Linked DNA regions of Hordeum vulgare: region 2 is linked to region 1. The links are chromatin contacts, called in public Hi-C maps. All regions are on one chromosome and are shown on one strand. Each heading gives the region's core, a stretch centred on a gene start, on an enhancer-like site or on the middle of the called end of the contact. The rest is flanking DNA. Distances are from core to core; before and after follow the strand shown. Region 1 has its middle 16 kb from the start of LOC123395813. Region 2 has its middle 27 kb from the start of LOC123452422.

Evidence for each region. A called contact is a pair of places that touch in the nucleus more often than the background predicts.
Region 2: a contact with region 1 is called in a Hi-C map of leaf, with 2.9 times the contacts expected there. The contact joins two enhancer-like sites. A contact is called at or near these places in 2 of 6 Hi-C or Micro-C datasets (leaf and seedling).

What each region holds. Positions count from the first base shown.
Region 1 is chr5H:478,194,987-478,202,748 of MorexV3_pseudomolecules_assembly, forward strand. No RefSeq gene overlaps it. Among protein-coding and RNA genes, the nearest start is that of LOC123395813, 16 kb to the left of the region's middle. Within about 2 kb of position 4,820, at least 2 of the 3 cell types and tissues checked have open chromatin away from gene starts, as enhancers often do. A contact at or near this core is called in leaf, where this site is marked.
Region 2 is chr5H:478,652,770-478,660,531 of MorexV3_pseudomolecules_assembly, forward strand. No RefSeq gene overlaps it. Among protein-coding and RNA genes, the nearest start is that of LOC123452422, 27 kb to the right of the region's middle. Within about 2 kb of position 3,507, at least 3 of the 3 cell types and tissues checked have open chromatin away from gene starts, as enhancers often do. A contact at or near this core is called in leaf, where this site is marked.

The DNA of each region.
Region 1 (7,762 bases), core at 3,570-6,069:
TTTATTTTTGGTTTATATATGTGTGTTTTTTGATTTTGGTTATGATGATGACATGGCGATCATTTATACACATGTGGTCATCAAAGGAGAAATCATAATAATTTGTGTTAAACAAATACATTACCACGTGAACACTAACTTAAGTTCTTACTTTAATCATGAACACACGGTTGCACTTTCATCTTCATTGTTGTTGCTCACACGTAGGTATCACACATAAGAAATCCAACAACCTGTGGGCTGTTAAAGAAACCAAGTTGAAGAAACAAGTTTGAAGAAAACAAGTTTCAAATGAAGTTGATGTTGTGAGTTTTTACCTTTGATATTTCGTTGTGTCACACATATTTGGAGGAGATACGGGGCCATACAAGTGTATCACTTGAAGCTACATCAAATTTACTTTCCAATGCAAAAAACCTCAAATCATTTGGAGTTTTGAGTCAAACGTTTTAGTCATTCTTGTGGAAGGTGTCCACGCTGTGAAGAATTCACGAATTTTTGAGGAGCTCTCCAACAACACACAAAGTTGATTGTTTATTTTCCCAAGTAAGACATGGAAAGCTGGTTATTTTTTAAACCTTTTCACACCTAGCTAGGGGGGGGGGAGGGGGTTGTCCTGCTATAAAATCACATCTCCCTCATCTTTTTAGATACTTTTTATCAAATCATTCACTTACAAGGTTATGCAACAAGACTGCTAGAGATCTGAGAGATCCTTTCTACTTGCTCTTGTGAGTTCATACTGATTCGCGACAAGGAACCCCTAGTTTCCCCTAATTCGTGCTTCATGGTTCCGGTAGTTTTGTGTGGGTTAGTCCCGGTTTGTGGTTTTGCAATTGTTAGGTCATCGGGTTAAAGTTCTTGTAGCTCAGGTCAGCCATCCCCAACGTACGGGCTGCATCCAACTTTGGCGGGTATAAAGCTAGTTTTCCCGAGTGCTTGCAGCTAGTTATACCTTTCGATTTGATCCTAAGATGTGAAAATCGGGCCACCCTCGGACGTGAAGATCCTAACAGGTTTTTCCCTTTAGTTTTCTTTTTTCCTTTTCTCGGATCTGCTTTTGTTTATGATTTAAACAAATCTTGATTTATATTGTTTTGCAATACATGATGAACATTTTTTTCAAATGAACATTGAACCTGATTTAATGCGATGATTTTTTTTCAGATACACACAAAACAGTTTTATATATACGATGAACTTTTTTTACATTGATTTTTTTTATATACAATGAACATTTTCTATATGATGAATATTTTTATACACGGCATGCATTTTTTTACAATGATTTTTTTAAATAAATTGTACTTTTTATTTATAAAAAAAGACTTGACGATTTTGTAATTTGCATTTTAGCTTTTTATTGGTCTTCAAATATCTAGCTACTACAAACAAAAATGATGTTTTGGGTAAAAATTCAAAAAAAAAACAAAGATAAATAACCATATGCGGGCCATATTGGGTCGGCCAAATTGTCATGGCTTATGCAAAGCCATGTTTATTTGATGAACGCACTCCATACTAAGAGATCTCTTCTGTGATAGAAGGAGAAGAGAACAACCAACTCAAGGTTACCTCTTGTGGGGGACCTACAGGAATCACTTTTGCTTTGGTAGCACGCCCGGTGATTCGTCCAACCGTGATCGTGAGAAAATTCGTTTGCTGGACGCTTCCTCTAGATTTGATATTTTTATTTTTGTTACTCATTTTCAGGTTTTGATGGGTTATTTACGGATTATTTGCTTTTTTGGTCTTCATCTAATTTTCCTGTGATTTGGAGAAAAAAATGTAAATTTTATTTGCACAGAAAAAATGTGCATTGATAAGAAGCATAGATTTCCTTCACGCGTAGGCACAAATTTGCTTCCACGAGAAACACAATGTTTTTTTCTTGGAAAGAATCACAATTGAGCTTCTCGAAAAGAGAAAAAAACTGCGCTTTTACGAGAAGCATTGACTTCTTGTAAAGGCTCACTTTGCTTTTGAAAGAAGCACCGATGTGTTGTTTGAAAAAAAGTGTGCTCCATGAAAAGCAGATATTTGCTTCTTATGGCCATGAAAAAAGTGTGCTCCATGAAAGAAGCACCGATGTGTTGTTCAAAAAAAATTTGTCATGGCTTATGCAAAGCCATGTTTATTTGATGAACGCACTCCATACTAAGAGATCTCTTCTGTGATAGAAGGAGAAGAGAACAACCAACTCAAGGTTACCTCTTGTGGGGGACCTACAGGGATCACTTTTGCTTTGGTAGCACGCCCGGTGATTCGTCCAACCGTGACCGTGAGAAAATTCGTTTGCTGGACGCTTCCTCTAGATTTGATATTTTTATTTTTGTTACTCATTTTCAGGTTTTGATGGGTTATTTATGGTTTATTTGCTTTTTTGGTCTTCATCTAATTTTCCTATGATTTGGAGAAAAAAATGTAAATTTTATTTGCACAGAAAAAATGTGCATTGATAAGAAGCATAGATTTCCTTCACGCGTAGGCACAAATTTGCTTTCACGAAAAACACAATGTTTTTTTCTCGGAAAGAATCACAATTGAGCTTCTCGAAAAGAGAAAAAAACTGCGCTTTTACGAGAAGCATTGACTTCTTGTAAAGGCTCATTTTGCTTTTGAAAGAAGCACCGATGTGTTGTTTGAAAAAAAGTGTGCTCCATGAAAAGCAGATATTTGCTTCTTATGGAGGCACAGGCCTGCTTCTGCGAGTAGAACGTATTTGCTTTTCATGAAGATCTAGATTTGCTCCAACGAAAAGCACAACCGTGCTTCCTGAAAGGGGAAAAAGTAGAAAAAACGTGGCTTCGATTTTTGTCTTCCATTTTTTCTGCAATTCATTTTTGTCGGTTGTAGGTTTGTTAATCTACTTTTACTTTTTCTTGTTTCCTATTTATCTATACATAATAATAAAGAGGCTATTGCTTTTGTCGAAAAACCCACCGTGGGGTTTTATAAAAAAGCCCCTGTAATTTTTGTTATTTAACCTGCACTCCATCATTTATCTGCAACGTAAAAGGAAAAAACGATTCGCTGCAAAAATTATACCCATACGCATCGCCTCCTCCCGTCGACCCTGGGCCACCCTGGCCTGTGCCCAGGCCGCCGCCGCACCACTCGCCGCCGCGGCCGACCTCAACCGCCACCGCAACCGATCTCAACCCACCCACCTCCGCGGCCGTACCTCTCCCCGCTCACTGCCCCTGTTGCGGCGCTCGAGCGCATCGCGTCGACCCTGGTCCACCCTGGCGTGTGCCTAGGCCGCTGCCACACCACTCGCTGCCGCGGCCGACCTCAACCACCACTGTTGTCGATCTCAACGCATCCGCCTCCGCGGCCGTACCTCTGCCCACTTGCTGCCCCCGTTTCGACGCTCGAGCACAGCTTCTGGATCAAATCAACGCGAGAGCTACAGTGACTGGGGATGATGCGTCTGCTCGATGCAGAACGGCGGCGGCGCGGCGCAGCGAAGTACTTGCAGGTGGAGGCGGGCCTCCATGGCTCACACGGGAAACTCCAAGGTTATGGCGCGGCAACGACGACTCCTTATGGCCATATAGAGGCGCCTAACCCTTGCTCCCCTCGTCGTATCCCCTCCTCCGGCAGGAACTCATCATCTGGTGAGATCCCCTCCCCATGCCTCCAACCGTGTGCCAAGCACCGGCAAGAAATTTTGTTTTGTGGGGATTTGTTTGCTGATGAATGAATGTATTGAATGTAAGATTGTATTGTTGTAGAGATAGAGAACGGAACAACACCTTCAGTTTGTCATCTGATCCCACATTCTCTACCCCATGAGTGAAATAAGATAACAGTCCATTGATCAATTCATGTAGCCTCTTTGTTTTGCTTTGCTTGTCCCGCTCAATTTCTCATCATGATGGAATTAACAATGGACGGGTTGATTTCTCAACAAAATAGGATAGAACTGACTATACATTAGTTAGTTAGCTTATTATTTTAATAAATCAAAATAATTATAAAAAGATTAAAAGCGTGTGGTATTTTTTTCTCCCGTTGCAACGCACGGGCCCTTTTGCTATTCATGAAAACAGCTGTTAAAACCAATTAACACGAGATCTATTTTCGAAGATTTCAATGTGAGAAATTCAACGGTGAAAATGATTTAAGATTTGGACCCACGAATCAAGAGAAAAAATATTTCAAATAAATAAATTCACAGGAAATAAACTTTCAGGTTATGACAAGTGACGCACATACAACATCACTTGTCAACGCCTGAGAAGGTGGGACGGGTCAGATTTTGGAAGGAGAAGGAATAACCACTCATAGATATTTAATTTGTTTCCCAGGCTCATATGTATCCGCTAGTAGTAAATTCAAACAAATTACAAAAAAAGTCAAAAAAATCTGAATTTTTATGTGATTTTTGTTTTCATTGCGTGATGTTCATGCCAAATTTCAGCTTGTTCGACATATGAGGAGCTCATGGTAAAAAAAGATAAGATCAAAACAGTAAAGTTTCATAGTCCTAAAATTTATCTTTTTTCTGAGAGCTACTAAATTGTCCAAACTCCACAAGTTTAGACCGCACATGAGCATCTAGTATCACAAAAAAATCAGATTTTTTAAATATGTTTACTAATTATCATTTTTGAGATTGAAAATGTTCACTATTTTAAACAAATTTACTCTTTGGGTGAGGAAGCACCCGAGAGCCAAAACGCTGCGTCCGGACGAGTGCCTACTTCCTTTTGAGGACCAAATGCACTTTTTCCGTGAGCAGGCAAGGTCCAACTTAATCGGCCCGTGGTTACCTTGCGGCTTGCGCGCAGTTTACACATCATTTCCAATGGCACAGCAAAAACTAATAATACACCACGGCCCATCAGGACCTGAATCCAAAAGAGTCTGACGTGCATGGAGAAGGTTTGTGAGAACAGCCACAAAATACAGAACACCGAACAAACCGCAGATTCAGGACGTATTAATTGTCTTTGTACTAAACTCGTACAGTTAATCGAAAGCAAGCTATATACTCCGTTCACTACTCAGAATGACTACTCCGTTCGTCTACCACGGCAGCCAGCCGGCCCACCTTGCCTCCTCTCCGATGCCGGCGGGACGGCCGCGGCCAGGGCCCGCGGGGAACACGGCCGTCACGGGGTAGCACTGGCAGCCGCCCCGGGGACCGAAACGCGCGGCCTCCTGCGCCGAGCGGACAGGGGGCAGCCCTTCATACGCGCGGATGCGGTCCACGGCGAAGTGCATCGCCTCCACGACGTGCCCGAAACACTGGGCGGGCGGAGACGGCTCTGCTTTTCCGGTGAAACCGGCGGCGACGGCGCTGTTGCTGTCGAGCGAGCTGCCGGGACGGACGCGCGCGGCCATGGTCGAGGCGCTGCTGCTACTCGATGGACCGTGGCCACGAGGTGAACGATCGTAGTGTTTATAACCAGGAACCAGGAGAGATATAAATAGAAGGTTCAAGAGGTTTGCATATCTACTACGTACTTGTATGCAAACTTCTCTAGCTCTTTTCTCTTCCATTCCATTTAATCTCCCCCGGACACTGATGTACTCCGTTGACGATAAACCCTTCCTTGTAACCCACGACAGAGGTGTTTCTCTGTAATGAGGTGAGATTGAGAACGCTTCATTGGTCGGTATTTTCGGTTCAGGTTCATGCCATAACATGGTCTACCATTTTTTGCCGGCCATTGGCTAATTGATGACTAGACATACCTTTATCGTTGGTTTGCCAAATATTTGACAAGATTTGTGGAAGGAATGCGAGGAGAGTACTGAAAATATAGGGACACTTCAATGTTAGAAGGGACACGGGGAGATTGGTGGAATCGATGTTTATTGCTTCATCCTCATGGGCATATATATATACAGAAATACATGATCAACTTAAAGTACAAGACAAGAAAAATAATTCCTAGTCTATCTTTTGAGGACACAAGGTCATCCTTCAGTTAACCATGGTCAAACAACTACCCACCGGAAAGGCGCCTCGCCCCAACGGATTCACGGTCGAGTTCCTTCGTGCATGCTGGCCGATCATCAAGGACGACTTCTGTGAGGCATTCGGCAAATTGTTCGTCATGAACGGCCGTGGATTCCAGAAGCTGAACAAGGCACTGCTTACCCTCTTGCCCAAGAAACCCGACGCCACTATCCTCTTTGACTACCGGCCTATCAACCTCATACACCTCTTTGCCAAACTCTTCGCGAAGGTGCTATTCGTATGGCTCGCCCCACGCCTCGGTGAGCTCGTACCCTCGAACCAGAGCTGTTTTGTGGCTGGCCGGAGCATCCATGACAACTTCTTCCTTGTGCAGCATACGGCGAGACAATTGCACCACATGGGAGCCCACCGGGCACTGCTCAAGCTAGACATAGCACGCGCCTCCGACTCTATGTCTTGGCCCTTCCTTCTCCAAGTCCTCTAGCATCTTGGCTTCGGGCCCTGTTGGTGCGAGTGGATCTCAATCCTTTTCAGGCCCTGTTGGTGCGAGTGGATCTCAATCCTCATATCCTCTGCCAAGACCCGCGTAATGATCAACGGCCGCCACGGACCATTGATCAACCATGCCAAAGGATTACGCCAGGGCGACCCAATCTCTTCTATGCTCTACGTCCTCGTTATCGACACACTAAACTTTCTCCTCCGACATGGCATCAGCGATGACATTCTCCGCCCCCTTGATACGTCCATTTTGCATCATGCTTTTATATAAATTTTATTGCATTATGGGCTGTTAATACACATTATGGTACAATACTTATGCCTTTTCTCAATTATTTTACAAGATTTACATGAAGAGGGAGAATGCCGACAGCTGGAATTCTGAATTGGAAAAGGAGCAAATCTGAGAGACCTATTCTGCACAGCTCCAAAAGTCCTGAAAAGTTACGGAGAATTGTTTTGGAATATGTAAAAAATAATGGGCGAAAGAAATACCGGAGGGGACCCACCAGGAGGTCACAAGCCAGGGGGCGCGACCTACCCCCCTGGCCATGCCCTGCAGGCTTGTGGCCCCCCTGGCAGGCCTCCGATGCCCATCTTCTACTACATGAAGGGTTTTGAACTAGAAAAAATCATATCAGACCTTTCGGGACGAGACGCCGCCGTCTCGAGGCGGAACTTCGACATAACCAATCTAGAGCTCCCGCGCGCGGAGCTATTCCACCGGGGAAACTTTCCTCCCGGAGCGGGAAATTGAAGCCATCGTCATCACCAACGATCCTCTCATCGAGAGGAGGGCAATCTCCATCAACATCTCCATCAGCACCATCCCCTCTCCAAACCCTAGTTCACCTCAGATTGGTACATGTGGGTTGCTAGTAGTGTTGATTACTCCTTGTAGTTGATGCTAGTTGGTTTATTTGGTGCAAGAGTATATGTTCAGATACTTAATGATTATTAATACTCCTTTGACTATGAACATGAATATGCTTTGTGAGTAGTTATATTTGTTCTTGAGGACATGGGATAAGTCTTGTTTTAAGTAATCATGTGAATTTGGTATTGATGACCCACAAGTATAGGGGATCAATCGTAGTCCTTTCGGTAAGTAAGAGTGTCGAACCCACGAGGAGCAGAAGGATCTGACAAGTGGTTTTCAGCAAGGTAAAATCTGCACGCACTGAAATTGTCGGTAACAAGTGATTGTGTGGTGAGATGATTCGTAGCAAGCAACAAGTAACAAAAGTAGCAACGATGCAGCAAAGTGGCCCAATCCCTTTTGTAGCAAGGGACAAGCCTGGACAAAGTCTTATAGGAGAAAAAACG
Region 2 (7,762 bases), core at 2,257-4,756, 460 kb after region 1:
ACAAAAATAACTCAATCGACATGAATTAACATCATCGTTTTATCCTTAGTGGCAACAAAACAAAGACGTCTCCTTGTCCCTTTCTATCAGTGGGATATATAACTCTGCCATATTAAACCCACTACAACGCACCCCTCTCACTAAAGAAATATCAATCTAGTTGGCCAAATTATTTTAATAGATCTGAGAGATTTACAGAGCTATCGTAATATTACAAATAAGAATCATATTTAGAATTCAGAGGAGACTCATATATTAATCATGAATAATCTGAACATAAGTCCACAATTCATCGGATCCCAACAAACACACCGCCCAATAGGATTACATCCGATAGATCAAAGTGAAGATGTGATGATTATCGTATTGAAGATCAAGAGAGAGAGAGAGAGAGAGAGATAGCCATTTAGGTACTAACTAAGGACCCGTAGTTCTATGATAAACTACTCACACATCACCATGGGAGCAGCAAGGTCGATGTAGAGGTCCTCCATGATCGATCCCTCCTCCGACAGGGTACCCAAAAAGGGCTCTGGATGGCCTCACGGCGGTACAGAGACTTGCAGCGGTGGAAAAGTGTTTTGGGTGACTCCCTAGGGTATTTGAGGTGATTGAGGATTTATAGAACAAAGAGGGACGTCAGGAGGCGCCAGGGCGACCCACCGCACAACAGGGCGCGACCACCCCCTAGGCGCCCCTGATGTGTGGTGCCCCCTCGTGTGGCCTCCAGCCTCCTTCCGAAGCTTCCAGGTCTTTTTTTGGTTCGGTAAAAATCATAAAAAAGTTTCGGGGCAATTTAACTTCGTTTGGTACTGTAAACGTGAAAAGCTGAAAACATACAGAAAACATAAATTGGCGCTGGACGCTGGGTTAATAGGTTAGTGCTCAAAAATAATATTAATTCGTATAAAAACACCCAATAAGTATCCTAAGATGATAATATTATAGCATGTAACAATCAAAAATTACAGATACGTTGGAGACGTATCAGTGTTCTTCCCTCTCTATCTTGTGATGAATTGAGTTTTTTTCCTTTGAGGTTTCGTTATGTTGGATTGAATACTTTGAATTTGAGAGTACTTTACATATGTCTTGTATGCGGATACCCGTGATGACAATGTGGTATTCTATTGATTCACTTGATATATGTTTTGGTCACTAACTTGTGGATTCCCGCGACATTGGGGTGATCTAGGCACATAGGTTGATGCATGTTTTCGTCCTACTTTCTCCAGTAGAAACTTTGGGGTACTCTTAAAGGTTCTTTGTGTTGGATTCAATATGATGAATCTGAAATTGTTTGATGCATGTCGAATAATCAACTCACGAATACTTGTGATGACATTGGAGTATGTAGGTGATATTAGAGTTGGCTGATGCGTATCACATGTGTTATTCTAGTACGAACTACAGGGGTGCTTATGACACTTATAGGGATGGCTCAATAGATTGGTTGGAAAAGATACCTTTCAGGTGGTTTTCTTACCTACAACAATTTCATCTTATGTTCTCCGCTAGATAGAAATTTTCAAATGATTCTTTATCCCACGTTGAAGGATGGTTATATGATTCAATTATGTTAGCACTACTAAGAGATTGCATTACTGAAAGTGTGAAGCATTTGGTGTGTTGGGGACACAAGATATTACTTGTATTTGTTTGCAGGATTGTTTGACAAAGACCATCTTTATCCTAAACCTTCCACGGATTGATAAATCTTAGATCATTCACTTTAGAAAAATTTAATGTTGTCTTACAAAAACCTGTACTTAAAGGCCCAACAATATCTAAAAAATAAAGTTGCGTAGTAGACATCAGTTGTCGACGTTGATGGGGTGAGCGGACAACACGGTGACGGACGAGCTATCATAGAATAGGAGAGCAACGAACAGTGACGAAAGTGAGGAAGAGTGGTGTGAACAGAGGCGTGGGCGGTGACACGAGATAGAATGAGAATTATGAAACGTCTCGTCCGTCTCCCGTGCTCCCCGAGGCATGCAACCAAGAGTCTTGCGTGGCCGCGCTGAGCCTAACTGTCGAGAAATTGCTGATTCGGCAGTAGCTCACGGGCCTGTTTCGGCACTGCTTTACATTATGTGTAGGTCGAGATGTAGATACAGCTTAGACAATCAAACAATTATTTTTCTTTTCGTACCAGACTGATTAGGGATAATGTAGGCAATCAAACACACATCCTATAAAATAGCCTTAGAAAGAGATCCCAACAAAACTAAACCACTTGTATCTAATTTGGCCATACGGATTGGGAGTCACTGTGAGATTATCAGCTTAGCAGTAGCCGTTTCGGGTTCTTGTTTTTCTGTTTTCCGTTATTCTCTTTTCTCTGGCGCCGATCGTAGCGGGTGAGCGAGCGACTGCCGGAGACCGAGGCGGCCGCGGAGATGGCTCGCGTGGAACTGACGGAAGGCGCACCGACGACTCTCTCCACTCGATCATCATCGCGCGGCGCGGCTGGCGGTGGCCAGCTTCCGGCACAAGCGTGAACGCGGCCGGCCGCCGTGCGTGGCTGTGGCTTCCTCCAACTAGCTCTGACACGCACTGGGACAGCAACAAACTAAGCCCGGTCGGTGCCACGCCTGGGCGCTGCAGCACTGCGCAGCGGCCACCCATGGAAAGATCGACACAGCACGTTGAATGCGGTGGCCGTGCCGGGCGAGTACGCGCGTCCCCCGACGGAGCAGAGTGCAGCGAGCGGGTCGTCAGGCAGCATCGGGGGGTGTCTGCGACTGCGTCTGCATGCGCCGGCAGGCAGCCTTGTGCCAACGCCTGCGCCCCGCTGCCTCCGCCCCTTTCCTGGTAACAAATTAACTCACCGTCCACCCATGACCCATCCCATCCCTTCTGCAGTAGGCGCTCGTGGCCGCACAGCTCGCTCGCGGCCTGCCCGCGTGCGTGCGCAGACAGCCAGCCGGGGGAAATTAACGGGCGGTCACCGGTCAAGGCTCCAATGATCCTTCCACCGGCGGCCTGGTCGCCATGACGGTGGTCTCGGACGCCAGCCTTTTGTCCGCCTCGCGGTCACGAGGTGGAGGAAAGCAGAAGCGTGTCGCGTGTCTCGTGTTGCTGCTGTCACTCTGCTTCGGCTTTTTTTTTTAACATAGTACAGACGCAAGTGTTTATATGCACACGCATACACTCATCCGATAAATGCACTCACGCACGCCCTATCGTTATGAACACCGTCGAGTGATTAAGCCGGTATATCATCTTAAAATTTACGAAGTCATTGTAGACGCCTTGTCGTCGACGGAAACATCTCCTTCCACTGAAAGCGTGTCGTCGAAAATCTTGAAATAAATTTAAAAATAATGCAAGCATCAGGATTTAAACCATGTTAGGCTGAAAATATCACGGAACCATCCAACCACTATCAACCATCCAACCACACGTTGGTTTGCTGCTTCGGCTCTGCTGTGATGCGCGTGGACCGTGTGGTCGGTCGTGCGTGGACTGGATGGAGGTGCCGAAAGGTCCGCTTTTATCTCGCCTGCTGCGGAACATGGCCTGGCCTCAAGCAGTTTCTCTTGGTGGGCCGGTGTAGTCACACGGTTCGGAAAGGTTCTATTTACTGGTACGTATCGATTTTATACCTCCACGTGGTTATTCACTTTCGGAAACACTGAAAATATGAAGTCAGATTTTTTAGGAATGGCAAATATGACGTTTCTCATGGCAATTTACATTGACACGATAGAATGACAAATTTAGTTTTTAAGCACGATAATTTTCTGACAAAAAAAATAAACTGAGACGGATTTGCCATGCTCGTTAACTAAATTTGCTATTCTCGAAGAATATAATTTCTCGTGAAAAATGTTCAGTTTTTCATGGTCAAAATTCTAACATCAAATTTGTAGTGGAGTGCTTCACTTTTTTTATTTTTTGTGTGTGCTTTTCTATTGGTTTTCAAAGGTTTTCTCTGGGTTTTTTTTGCTTGTTTTTTCTTTTAGTTTTCTAAATGTTTTATGCCGATTTTCTATTTGACTTTCATTGGTTTTATTTTTTGGAGTTTTCATTATTTATTTGTCCAATACATGCCTATTTTTACTGAAGTACACATTGAAGATTTTTCATACATAAGTTTAACATTTTTCAGATATTAATTGAACATTTTTCAAGTGCACTCTGATTTTTTTCTAATACATGTTCAACCTTTTTCAGATACACATTCAACACGCTGAAACAAATGTTAAACATTTTTGAATACATGGTGCATACTTATTTAACAGGCATTGAACATTTTACATACTGGAAGAATTTCTTTTAAACGTAGAAAACATATGCTAAATGTCAGAGCATTTTTTAAATTTCATAAAAAAATTAATGGTACCAAACATTTTGTAAATAAAAGCAGCAATTTTTAATTTTGTAAACGTCTAAAAAATTCAGGGCATATTTTCGACATATAATTATTATTTTCTAAATTTTTACAAACCAAAGTGAACTGCACATTCATTTTTCTTAAATTATATTTTTAGTAAATGTCACAAACATATTTTTGAAATGCTTGAACATTTCTGAAATCTGATGATTTTTTTTAATGATATGATTTTTTTAAGTTGATTAAAGACTTTGTTTACAATGCATGTGCTTTTTTTAACATGTGAATAACATTGTTTAAAAATTTAAGTAAATTAATTTTTGAAATATATGTATTTAGAATATCTCAAAAATAAAGACAAAAGGCGAAGCAAAAATAAAAAAGACCTAACAAATAACGAGTAAAGGTAATGTGCCAACTCCTAACGGGTTCCCCTGAGGCGAGGCGATCTACCTTCTCGCAATAAGCAAGAAGTAGTCGTGCCCAAAAGTGCCACCAAAACGGGAGAGAACTGTGTGTTGCCATAGCGGCTTGTCCAAAGAAAAAAGGGCTACTTTGGATGATGTCGTTAAAGGGAGACCCCCTTATCGGTGCTTCAAGCGTTGTTTCTCATAGGTAGAACGTGTGTGCATGGTTACGGAAGTGAGGCCAAAAGATGGATTTCGCTCGGTATCGCCTATTCGGCTAGATGTATTTTTAGCATGTTTGCTTCAAACCCTTGGTTTGCTCGCTCCTGTCTCTGGTCGGCTCAGCTAGTGGTTTCCATTCCTATGTTATTCGCTTAAAAAATCAGCTTCAATTTTTATGGTTTGTGGATTTGAAGAACATGTTCATGAATACGAAAAATGTGTTCGACTACTTAGAAAATATTCGCACATTCAAAATAGTTTTCGAATTAGAAAACATCATCATCAACAACAACAACAACAATAACAAAGCCTTTAGTCCCAAACAAGTTGGGGTAGGCTACCGAATTAGAAAACATCATGCATTTAAAAAATAATGGAATTGCAAAAAAAATAATGGATTCAATTTTTTGCTATTTAAAAATATATTTCCGGATAAGAGTAAAATTGGGGAATTTGAAAAAAAAGTTTACTGGTTCAAACAAGTTTGTAAATTCTAACACAAATCATGATATGAAAAATGTTGGTAGAAATCAAAAATAAATCATTCATTTGACAATTTTTTGTGCATTCAAACATGTTTTAGAATTTTGAAAAAATCTTCATGAAATCTCATTTTTTAAATAAATTGAAGTATGTCCACAAAAATATAAAATGATTCCTTAAAATGATCATAAAATTTCAAAAATATCCTCACTTTTTAAAAAAGTTCATACATTTGAAAAAAGTTCGAGGTTCTGAAAATTAATCACGGATTATATAAATTTTATGTTTTTTAAAGAAAGAAAAAAACGGAAACAAGAACAAGAATAAAAGAACCAACTGAAAAAGAAACAAGAATAATGTGGTGGAAACTTCTAGAGTCTTCCCCTTGTTAGAAATATACCACGTCGTGTCGGTGGTGGCACGTGAGTATGTGCTCACGTTTGTGTCGATCGTGTAGGTGTAGGTCGAGTCGTAGGTCGTTGATGATCTGTTCTAGGCCAGTCACGTTGTGCGTGTTGAAGTGAGTGTGCAGATCAAACATGTTTGTGTTGCCCGGGTTGTGCGTGCATGTTGTTAGTTTGTTAGTGCATTAAATGCCTGCTAGTTGCGGTGTGCGACTGTGCGTGCATGTAGGTTAGGAGTTAGTGGTAGTAGAACTAGGATCACGTAGTTATCTGTGTGCGTACGTGTGGGGATCTCGACTCAGAAGCCGTGGTCATCGAATGCACGTGTACGGTGATTCCAAAGATCAATGATCATCGAATACACATAAACTAAAATACAAGAGTCTTACATCCTTACATACCGTGTGATACAAAATAAAGACCATTACATCAAGTCTCACATAGATAGAGCCTCGAAGGCCGACACAACAAACATACCTAGCAGTTGAAATCTTGATCAAAAGCGTGAATCCATGCCATCTGCCTTAACCTACAGGCATTCTGAATCGGAAGCGTCCTAGTTCGCATGTTCGTCACCGACGAACTCTTCTATAAATTCCCGCTCTTCCATGCCTAGCCAAATAAATAAACAGTGGCAAGCCAATGAGTATTTTAAATGTACTTGGAAGTAGCCCATGATGTGGGACAATGCAATAATTAAGCATGATATAACTCTAATAGATAATTTGCAGAAAGCAGATTTTTTTCTCGTGCAATGACATGATCAACTTCTCGTGCGGGCATGCATCATGAGGTAAGTATAACCATGTGAACATGTTACAAATATCAATATCAACTAAGGGCTCAACAACCCATGTTCACCCATCATGCCAAGTTGTCCAACTTAGCTCGGGTATCATGTTTCTCACGTGACCATCTTTCTTACACACGCACACTGTTTGGTAAACATGGACGTAGTCCAAGAGCGGTCATTCAAATGTCCTTGACTGTGAACACGACTATTTGAATAGTTTTATACTCAACATATGTTGCACACTTTATCCACAAGACTCGGAAAACTTACGTGTCAAGACATGACTCGCGGTATTTCTCATACACAAGGTAAGTACCCGAACATTACCTTTCCCATGACGATACTAGCAAAGAGACCACTAGTTGGCGACAATCCCTCGTTATGTACATCACACGTATCATCCACGAGGGTACGCAACGGTGTCCTCGCTGTGTGTGAAAACAACCCATGGTCGCTCTTTCTTGGGAGTGACCACGTCACTCCTGCCACTAGTAATGTAGGCTCTTTACTAGCACCAACCATAGTAATCAACAAAGCCTCGTCCCATATGGGGTATCGTGGTTGTACATGTAAGGTTGGACTAACAGTCGCAACTTAAACCAATTTGCTTTCGAAAGCCACACAGTCACTAGCCTCGGTAGTTTGTTCTCATCTCACACCATCTCCCTCGACATTAATGGCACCCGACGGGATTTCATAAAACCTTTGAAATCACTTTCTTTTATCGTCACCATGCACGTTCCCATCCCATTGCGTAGCATCTACTAGCAACCCAACTACTTCTCACCCGCACAACCCTCATAGGAAGGTAGGGTCATGCTCAAGCGCAAGTGTCAACGAGGAGTTATCGGGAACATCCCACTGAGGTAGTGATAACCCATAAGCGTATGAGATCGCAGAAGTTTTCGAGGATAGAGTATTCAACCCAAATTTGTTGGTTCACACAAGGGAAGCGAAAGAATATTCTCAACTATTAGCAGCTGAGTTCGTCAGATTCAACCACACCTGAAAGATTAGTGTCTGCAAGCAAAGTATCAGTAGCAAAGTGGTATGATAACAACGGTGCCAGAAACGATCTGTTGACGACAGACTATTCCTAACTATTGTATCA